Linked DNA regions of Triticum aestivum: all the other regions are linked to region 1. The links are chromatin contacts, called in public Hi-C maps. All regions are on one chromosome and are shown on one strand. Each heading gives the region's core, a stretch centred on a gene start, on an enhancer-like site or on the middle of the called end of the contact. The rest is flanking DNA. Distances are from core to core; before and after follow the strand shown.

Region 1 (3,067 bases), core at 194-2,693:
GGCGGCGACATGGTAGAAGAGAGAAATGGAGTTGAGGAAGTAGCGGACGAGGTCCTCCTGCGTGAGCCAGCAGAAGTCACCGGTCACGCCAGCGACGCCGCCCAGCTGCTTCTTGCGGCCGCCCGAGCGCAGCGGGACGGCGAGCACCTGCGCGCCGCTCAAGATCTCATCAAGAGCTTCCAAGACACTGCAGGAAGGATCAGTCACATGCATCAGCAAAACTGAACAAAATCGAATTCATGATTTATTAGAGAAGGGCAAGACAAACTTCTCAGATCTAACGCAAAAAAGAAAAAGGCAAGCATATTCCGATGCCACGGACATCAAAGATCCTTAAAAAAGACGCTGTGTTTTTTTGTTCAGGATTCGATCAGAAAGCACAATTTCTGAACCACATGTAGGGCAAGAAAAATCTCCGTGGAAGCGACCGAGCCTGTCGACTACTCGCAAGGAGACATGGGGATTGGGGAGTGTCGCCATCGGCACAGGAAGACACGAGGATCGGCGCCACAAGATCGTCCCAGATGCGTCGGACGATTTGACACGAGTTTCCCCCTTTTTTCTTTATCAGATACTAGTACTAGCCACTCGTTCGAATCGCCACGCATATTCCAATCCTATGCCAAATTCGCCACGTAATTCGATAAGAATCGTCAGATTATGCACCTATATGTTCCTCCTGAAACTTTTTTTATTTTACTACTCCAATGGGGAGAGGAACATGGCATATCTCCAACATCAAAATATTACTCATATTTTTTCCAACAAAATTATGATCTTCCCTCGCAAAAGCTTTTCAATTAGATCTTGACTTGAAACGCGTCGTCTTGTATCTTTGCTTTGCCCCCACCTAGACCTTTAGCAAAACTCCAATCTTGAACAGGTGTCCGCAAAGACCAAAGAAGCGTACGTTTCAACGGAAAAAATAACGAAATTACAGTAAATTAACCTAGCGGGGCCAACAAGAGGGGAAGGGCTGAAGGAGTACCTGGAACGGGGATCTACGCGGCGGACCTCGCCGGCGCCGTCCTTGGGCAGGAGCGCGGAGACGGGCCGGTCGAGCGCGGCGGCGGGGCGCGCGAGCGCGTCGGGGGAGGAGCAGAGGAGGCAGAGGACGTCGGCGAGGCCGGCGCGTCCCACCACGGCGCCGCGCGCCGGGCCGACGGCGATGCAGGCGGCGGCGGCGGCGCGGGGCCCCTTGCGGACCGTGGCGGCGAGGTCGCCGGCGGCCGCGGAGAGCGGGAGCGACCTCACGGCCGGCTTGCCGATGCAGAGGTCCGACACGTCATTGGCCAGGAGGCTCACTGCCATGCACTCGCGGGCGGACCCTGGGCCGGTTTCGAGGACGAAACCCTCACGCGGTGTGGGAAGGGGAAATTTTTCCGACGGGAGGACGAGGAGAGAGAGGCCGGGGGGAGGACGAGAGGCGAGAGGGGGATCTGGATTTTCAACCACGGCAGGCGGGTGGGGAGGGAGTATATATAGGCTTTGGCGGAGCGGGGGACGACGGTACGCGTCTTGCGGCAGCTGCGCGCGTATGACGTGTGGGGTCGGGCGTGTGTCGGGCCCACCGGGAAGTGATAAGGGTCGGAGCTGCGCGTGGTTGGTTTGACTGTAGCCGTGGTTTATGCGGTGGTGTCATGGTGTGGATGAGCTGTATTCGGCTCGGCTCCGATTTAGTAGAACCTAGCTTGAGTTTGAGCCGAGCCGAGGAGACCTGGGCTTGATTCCAGAAGATATGCAGTGTGGTGCATCTTGCCCAGATTCCAGAACATATGCAGTGCAGTAGTGCTCCCGTAGCCGGCGAATCTACCGGGCTTCTCCGAGTCAAAAGAGCACAAGTTCAAGATTTTCTGGGTTTGTCTTTGGGTCATATGATGCTTTTTTACAGTATCTTTGGTTCAGATCCGATCTACATAACGATCTCCTCTAAACAATACGGTATTTAGTACTTTCCCGTTCCTATTTTTGAGATGTCCTGGCTTTTTTTTCGAGTCGGTGTATATAGACATGTTTTAAAATGTTTGTTCACTCATTTTAGTTTATATGTAGTCTTTATTAAACTATTCAAAATGTCATCCGTCCCGAAAAGCCAAAAAGCTTGTCTTACATTTATCTTGATACGAATATACCTAACACTAAAATATGTCTAGATAACACATCTAAAACAGTTTTTTGGGATGTCGGCAGTAAGCCATAATGTAGGACGTTTTTGTAATAAACCTCTTATATTGTGTGACGGAGGTAGTATTGAGCAATGCTATTCATACAGCATTGACTTCTTTATGCTATTCACTGCAGCATCTTTTCTTTTTAATCCACAACACGTATGTGAATCTCATGCTTTGGATCTAGTATGCGCAGAATAGTTTGTATGTGAAATTTGAGATTTTGGATCAAGAGTTTTTTTACACGATGATTACAAAGAACATGCAAATCTATAATCTCACCGATGTGGAGCACCACATATACACGATCATGAACACACCATCAACCCCACAAACGCCAATTGGATCAATGACAATATCCTGTGCACGTGCCATTGAATGAGATAAATGTGTGTCATGTATGTAAATTTGATCATTTCATTTTGAAGTTTGGTGTGTGAATGATCATTAAAGTCCACAATTCCACCAAGAGGTGGTTCATCTGATTTATGAGACCGTACCTATTTCTCCTATCTTGGCAAAACGGAACGTGATATCAATGTGGTTGCCCCACATCATATGCCACAATTCTGTTGTCGACTCTACCATTTTGTGCATGCCCGTTTTGTTCAGACTTGCTTGCTAACCTAGAAATCCGGATGCCTATTCTTAGAGACAACGATATGCAATACGTTATTTAGAGTTAGCGGTATAAATTACATCGTCAAAGTTGGTCCATCTCCAGTCCCTCTTTGGAAAACATGACGCCATGTGTAATGCTCATGGCATGCCGAAATATAAGTAAAATGAAAATTCAACAAAAGGCAATATAGAGGTTTGTGTGTAAATGCCGTCAATTTTTACTTCGCACAAAAACACGTCTATTTTCTTTATGGAGTCACAACAAAAACTCCACTTAT
Region 2 (3,262 bases), core at 23-2,522, 140 kb before region 1:
CAAGCCGGCGACGGGACTGTTGACCTTCCTCCCGATGCCCATGCTCGACATCATCCCGTCTCGTACCTGGCGCCGTCGGTGGGAGTCCCTCGCCTGTTGGTGAAGGCACTGAATCGATTCATCCAGAGGAGACAGATGTATGTTGAAAGCTAGCTCAAAGATCGATTGATCCAGCAGCTTGTTGTGAAGCCGGCATGGGCTAAGCTTGCTCACATCGATCCGATTACATCCAATTCGATTGATCCAGCAGCTTGCTGTGAAGGCGGCATAGGCATGCCACTTGATGTTTTTTTATTTTTGTATGTGTTGTTTGTTTGATGTCAAAATTCAACTCAGTGTAAATATTTAGTCAAAAATGTCGCTGAGAATATAGCTACAACTGTTCATATTAGATGAGCTGAATTAAATCCATCCGATTCCATCTCTTCAACCAAACACTCAAATATAATCATTCCATTCCACTCAATTGTCCCTGCCAAACACAGGAATGGAACCAACCCATGGAACCATGACATTCTATTCTACTACGTTCTTAAACCAAACACATCCTAAGGGCGTGTTCGATAGCCCTCCAGCTTCTTAACTCCTCAACTCCAAATGAGGAGTTCAGCCGAACGGTTTAAATCTTGGTTATGAGAGTGAGAAGCTGGCTATTTGTGTAGTGTAAAACTGGAGGAGTCGTGGAGTTGGAAAAGGCGAGCTCCCAGGAATCGAAGGAGCGGGAGTTTGACCAAAATTACTAGCAACTACCACCGCCAAGTGAACGGCGTGCGTACCGATTCGATCCCATCCCGCACGATTGCTCTATCCCTACGATCTCCTTCTCTCGTTCCTCTCACACAGGCCGCCGAGCCCATCGACCCACGTAGCCGGCCGCCGCCCTCCCAGCTCGCCGTCCGCCCCGCTGGCCGCCCGCCCCGCCGTCTCCATCGTCCTCCACTGCCGCCGTTTCAATCCGCCAGGAGCTGCCGAGGATGCGGGAGCAATGGCCGGCGCTCCCATCCCTGAGCCCCGATGACCTCACTGTCCTCCCCATCGGTCGCTCGCCGTCCATCTGCAGCTTCGGCTTCCGTGTGGCCGTCCACGGTGATGGGGTAGTGCCGGCATGCTGGTCTTCACCTCCATCCTGACGAGTGATGCAGGATGATCAGGGGGTCTGATTGTAATCTTGTTTTGTTTATTGAGGTGGTTTGTGCTAATGTGTATGACACCTGTGCTTGCCAAACTAGAAGCTGATGTGCCGAACGGATGGTTAGCTCCGAGATTTTCAACGAGAAGCTGGCCGTTGGATATTGGCTGAGGAGTTGAGGAGTTTGAGGCTGGAGAGGGTTACCGAACACGCCCTAAGTGCCTTCCCACTGCCGCCCCTCCCGCTCCACGGCTCCAAGCCACCGACGCGTTCTCCCGCTCCTCTCTTTCGTCGGGAAGGCGGGAAGGATCCATGGATCTGGGCTGAACCGTTGCGGCCGACTTAGATCCGGCCGGATTCACGCTCTTCTTGCCGAGCAGCGGGAAGGAGCAGACCTTACTATCCGTGGCCCGCGAGAGGATGGGGAGGCCGTACAGCGGCGCTTGCTTCCAGGGCTGCCGCTCGCCTCAGCTTTCAGGCCAGCTTACTGCCTCGTTGAGCTGCAGGAGTAATTCTTGAATAGTTGCAGCCAAAAGGTAGCAATACTGTACTTATACGAAAACCTAGACTAGTAAATTGATTGGAAGTTGACTTGATTAGAAAGAACATAGCAGGATTGTTTGGGGGAAAGTGGAGTGCAACTCTAGTGATGTACAAATGTTAATATTTAGGCAGAAAAGGCCAAGATGTTAAAGTCGACTTGATCGTACTATCCTTTTTCACTCTTTGTATGCAGTGGGAGCAATAAAAATGGGAAGGAAGGCTGGCGTAAATGAAGCCGTCTGATCAGCAAAATCAAGGTGGACACTGTATATCGTTTTCATCCACACATCTTTGCTCTTTAAATTATTTGCAGGTGTGTTGTCATGTCATGTATTTGTGTGCTTCAAATTCTGCAGAAATATTTGAGCTGTGATTTCAAGAAAACAAATAAAGCTAGACTTAATCGTAATTAGCTGTCCAGGATGTGCCAAGATATAAAATAACTAGTTATTGTTACATATGGCTGCTCCTGCAACTCAAAACTCTGGATAAGTACTAGGGGAATGCAAGTAATAAGATTTATCAGAGAAAGAGAACTGCAGTCCGTTGTGTTGAAGCAAGGATATTTGACATGTGTATCTGATAAAAGTAATGTTAGATTTTCTTGCCTTCCTGGTATTTTATACAAAATATGCAAAATAGCTGCATTGCAGCGTTGAACTGAAGGATGGAAAAGCCGATAATCTGATGTTGAAAAAACATCCTCAAACAATTCAGTTCAGAAGGTGTATTATTGGAATGCTCCCTTAAACACCGACCTTGATTCCATCTCTTGCTCTCTAGTTTTTGGACTCCGTCCCATCTCAACGCCGGTAACTGTGCATGTGCAGAGCACGTTCGAATAACATGAAAACAAATACATTTATGTTTTTTCAAGTATACTTACTACTACTACTACTACTACTACTACTACTACTACTACTACCTACTAAGCCTTTTGTCCCAAACAAGTTGGGGTAGGCTATTAGAAAATTAAATGTTTTCGTGCCTTCAGTATTGTTGATTGATGTGGAAGAAACTATAGAAAAACATGTTCGTTTTTTTAAGAAATGTTAGTAAATACTGAATCGAACATATTAGAAGCACATTTTTAAGCTCACATATATCTATCATTGTATAGTTCAATGTTAAATTACAAAAAACACATTGTTTGGAATTTTACATCACATCTTGAAAGCATAGGCACGAGATCTTTTCATAAAAACAATATCACTTAAAAGGACAAATTCTCTATGCACGTAAAAATAAGAATTACCACATATACAATATAAATTAGAGAGTAACAGAACAAAGTAAGTATACTAAGAGGCCATAGGTGAAAGTGTTATTAGGGGAGGTCGTAACATTTGTCCACAATAACTGGATGAATAATTATGAAATGGAGTTGACAGATCAAAAGTACACCAAGTTCAACTCATGATTTTTATATTGGTATAAATAATAATTTCCCATTGTTATCTTATGAAACTAGTGCTCAAGAACAAGGCACTGATGCTCCATCACTCTGAACTACATTTCCTAGTTACTTCTACAGCATAGCAAGCCCTTATCTTGTTCATCTCAGAAACGACATCTCTTATGGACAGCCTG
Region 3 (3,441 bases), core at 760-3,259, 220 kb after region 1:
TCGACCAAGAGAGACTCCACTCGACCGGCTAGAAGACACTCGACCATGAAGACTCACTCGACCACCAGGAGTTCGGGATCTACTCTGTATCCAAACATTGTAATTAAGTAGTCTTAATGGTCATGATGACACTTTATGTAGGGCGTTACCAGTAACGCCCGACCTTAATGTACTTTAACCCTCTGCTACGTGGGTTGGCTGGGGTCCTGGCGTCCTCTATATAAGCCACCCCCTCCACTGGTAGAAGGGTTCGCATCCCTGTAACTCATATACGCATAAACCAGTTGACCGCCTCCGGGCTCCGAGACGTAGGGCTATTACTTCCTTAGAGAAGGGCCTGAACTCGTTAAACACTCGTGTGTACAACTACTCCATAGCTAGGATCTTGCCTCTTCATACCTACCCCCCATTCTACTGTCAGACTTAGAACCACGACACCACCGGCCACCCATCTGGACCCGGTGCGGTGTCCGATTTCATCCCAAGAGCCGCCGCATCAATCTCCTGGGAGAGGAAGGCCAGCCCCAGGCCCTCATTCTCCTCGTCCGTGACCCGCAGCGCAGGGTCCCAAACATCCGCCCGCAGTCGGGCACGTGACTCCTCCCTGGAGCCCATCAGCTGGATATAGAAATCGTAAATGTGGCGGACGATGTCCTGTTGGCGCAAAAAGAGTCCCTGCTCGGATTGCAGACACAGGATGGCGCACTTACGACGTCTACCGTTAACGTACGCGTGGAAATACTTAGTGTTCGCGTCTCCCTTGAGCGTCCACTTGATGCCCCCGCGTCTATGCGAGTACTACTCCTCCGCCCCAAGGAGAGACTCAACTTGGGCTTCAACCGCATAGCGCCGAGCCCATTCAAGTTCCGAGAAGCCCAGCGCATCCGCAACCGCGTCCATACGGGCAGTTTATCCTCACGGCCTTGGTTGGCCCCCCAGCCTTTGAGCGCTGCACGCATTCCCGCCCCTGCGGCAATCCAAAACTCCATAGGCCTACGCGTTTGTCCGATCTGAGCTACACATGCCTCCCATTTGGAGAGGAAGATTTGCTCAAAATCCGGGACCTCGAACCACGCCGTTTCAAAGTAGAAACGAGGACTACGCTTTAACCTGTCCTCCCCCGAGGACAGGATTAAGGGAATGTGATCCGAACCAATCCTCGTTTCCGCCTGAAGGGAGCACATGGGGAATAATATTTCTCACTCCGCGGACATGAAAACCTGGTCCAGCACCGACCGCACCGGCGTTAACTGTTTGTTGGTCCATGTGTAGCGTGCGCCCACGCGGGCCACTTCCCTAAGGGTCATAGAAACTATCGCGTTATTAAACAGGGACACCCTTGTCCAGTTAATGAAGAGGTTTTGTTTGCTATCAAACTTCTACAACTAGATGATTTTCCGTGCGTTGCTACGGGATATAACGAAAGGACAAGGACACACGTCCCGTTCGTCCGCGTGCTGTCTGTTTCGACGCAATTTGGACTATAAATGGATCGGCGACCGACAAAAAACGGACATTTGTCCGTTTATTACTCATGCGCGTTGGGCCGTGATCTGTGTGCGTGGGGTCCAAAAAGTCCATGTTTCCTTCTTGATCCAGGACTGCAGAGCCAAAAACAATATGGTGGTGTTTGTTTCTCTAGTCCTAGGACTTTTTCTAGTCACTGGGACTTTTTGAAAAAGACTTTCAAGGAGGTGCTTCCAAGGACTTTTAGCAAAAAGTCCCAAAAAAGTCCCACCCTGTTTGGTTTGCTAGGGACTTTTTATAGTCCTACATCAAAAAGTCCTTGAAAACAAACACCTCTTATATCAGTCTAGGCGTTTGGGTCGGAAATGAGTCGTCCGGTTGGGTTACAATTTTCTGTCCGGACACCGGCGGTGTGGGTCGGGTTGTAGATGCTGCGAAGCCAAGCGCGAAAGCCCTGCGAGTCAGCGTTTCCTCACAGACTCCGCGATCGCAGAGCCAAACCAATATAGCCGTCCCGTCCCCTCCCCCCGCATCTCCCTTCCCCCCCTCCAGCTCCTCATCCACCCACCTGAAAGCGACGCCGGCGCACCGAGCAGAGCCAACTCCCCTCCTCATCTCGTCCTCTCGCCACCCGGCTTCCCCAGCGACAGCGACGGCCGGTCGCTTCAAATGACCTAAGCACCCCCGCGCTCGCGCCCCCCTTTTTCCTCCCCTTCCCCCGTCCCATCCCTCTCCGTCCTTATGACCTCTTCGTCCCCCGCCCCAAACCCTAACCCCGTCCCCACACCGCCCCCAAACCCCGCAGCCAACGCCGCTCCCGCGAGCGGAAACGCGGTCGCAGCGTCGTCGCCGCCGCACAAGGACCAGCAGCAGCAGAGCCAGGACGGGGTCGTCGCTGGTGGCGGAGCGGGGGTGGATGGTGGGGCCGGGGCCGGTGGCGAGGCGGTGGAGGCGGGTGTAGCGGGCGACGCGATGGAGGTTGACGGCGGCGCTGGTGGAGGTGGAGGTGGGGCTGGGGATGTGGAGGGCGGAGGTGGCAGTGGAGCGGCCGGAGGAGCGCAGCTGGCCTCGTCACCGGCGACCGTGTTCCGGATCCGCCTCAAGCAGCCCCCTGCAAGCCTCAAGTACAAGATGCGCGTGCCCGAGCTGTGCAGGAACTTCAGGTGTGGCCGCTTGACTCGCCCACTGCCTCCTTGAACTTGCGTCATTCTCCGCTGAACCTAAAAGCTACTACCATTAACCCTGTTATTGTTTCGTGACGAGGGAAAATGTGTAGCTGTGTTCATTGCAGAGACATTAGGTAGTGGATGAATTGGGTTTGCGTTGTTTCGCGACCTCCTAAAATGCTATGATCTCGTTTGGAAAAGGGCTAAACACTATTTACAGACTTACAGTTGACAATTTTAGTGAGGTCAATCCACTCTTCCTAAGACAGAGAAAATTCAGTAAAAATATGATGAAAACCACTTCAGGAAAGCCGCGTATGTATCTGGATGATCCATGAACAGATCTCGTGATGTTCTACTGGATGTTCTAGTGATCCTGAAATTGCCAGGTGGTGATACCACCACACTAGGCTGGAAGTGGAACTGCTTAGTTAAATTTGGTAAAAAAAATTTGGAGTGTCTTTCTTGTTGGAGTGTACATTTATTCCCATGTCTTGGTAATAACTTCCGTAGACAGTCGGTATGCTAAACCTTTACAATTCTGCGTGGTTCTTCATGGTTTCAGGAACAATGAGTGCGATCTTTAATTGGTTTGACCCGAAATGTGGATTACCATATACCAGCTTTAAGCTTCATATTTTTAAAGCTCTAGTTCCATGCACATTTTCCTTATTGACATATCTGTCTAAATGTGCTAGGATAGCGCGCCTAGTCCAATTTGTCGCATGGTTAACTGAAACTTCTAAATTATATCTTTTCCCCGTCTTGGTGGTCTTTCAATTGCAGCGCTGTTGCTTGGTGTGGGAAA

The links. A called contact is a pair of places that touch in the nucleus more often than the background predicts.
Region 2: a Hi-C map of root shows a contact between it and region 1, with 8 times the contacts expected there. The contact joins the promoter of LOC123122902 here to the promoter of LOC123122879 in region 1. A contact is called at or near these places in 2 of 5 Hi-C or Micro-C datasets (leaf and root).
Region 3: a Hi-C map of leaf shows a contact between it and region 1, with 5 times the contacts expected there. The contact joins the promoter of LOC123122861 here to the promoter of LOC123122879 in region 1. A contact is called at or near these places in 2 of 5 Hi-C or Micro-C datasets (both in leaf).

What each region holds. Positions count from the first base shown.
Region 1 is chr1B:340,769,663-340,772,729 of IWGSC CS RefSeq v2.1, reverse strand. LOC123122879 (CBS domain-containing protein CBSX5) reads right to left here and starts at 1,443. Exons shown (of 2, transcript XM_044543254.1): 1 at 989-1,443; 2 at 1-187. The coding sequence starts at 1,311.
Region 2 is chr1B:340,906,674-340,909,935 of IWGSC CS RefSeq v2.1, reverse strand. It overlaps LOC123122902, which reads left to right and starts at 1,272. Exons shown (of 5, transcript XM_044543280.1): 1 at 1,272-1,665; 2 at 1,866-1,929. The coding sequence starts at 1,902. It overlaps LOC123122889 (probable LRR receptor-like serine/threonine-protein kinase At3g47570), which reads right to left. Exons shown (of 3, transcript XM_044543272.1): 3 at 3,112-3,262. The coding sequence ends at 3,172.
Region 3 is chr1B:340,545,283-340,548,723 of IWGSC CS RefSeq v2.1, reverse strand. LOC123122861 (mediator of RNA polymerase II transcription subunit 16) reads left to right here and starts at 2,009. Exons shown (of 16, transcript XM_044543234.1): 1 at 2,009-2,630; 2 at 3,420-3,441. The coding sequence starts at 2,209.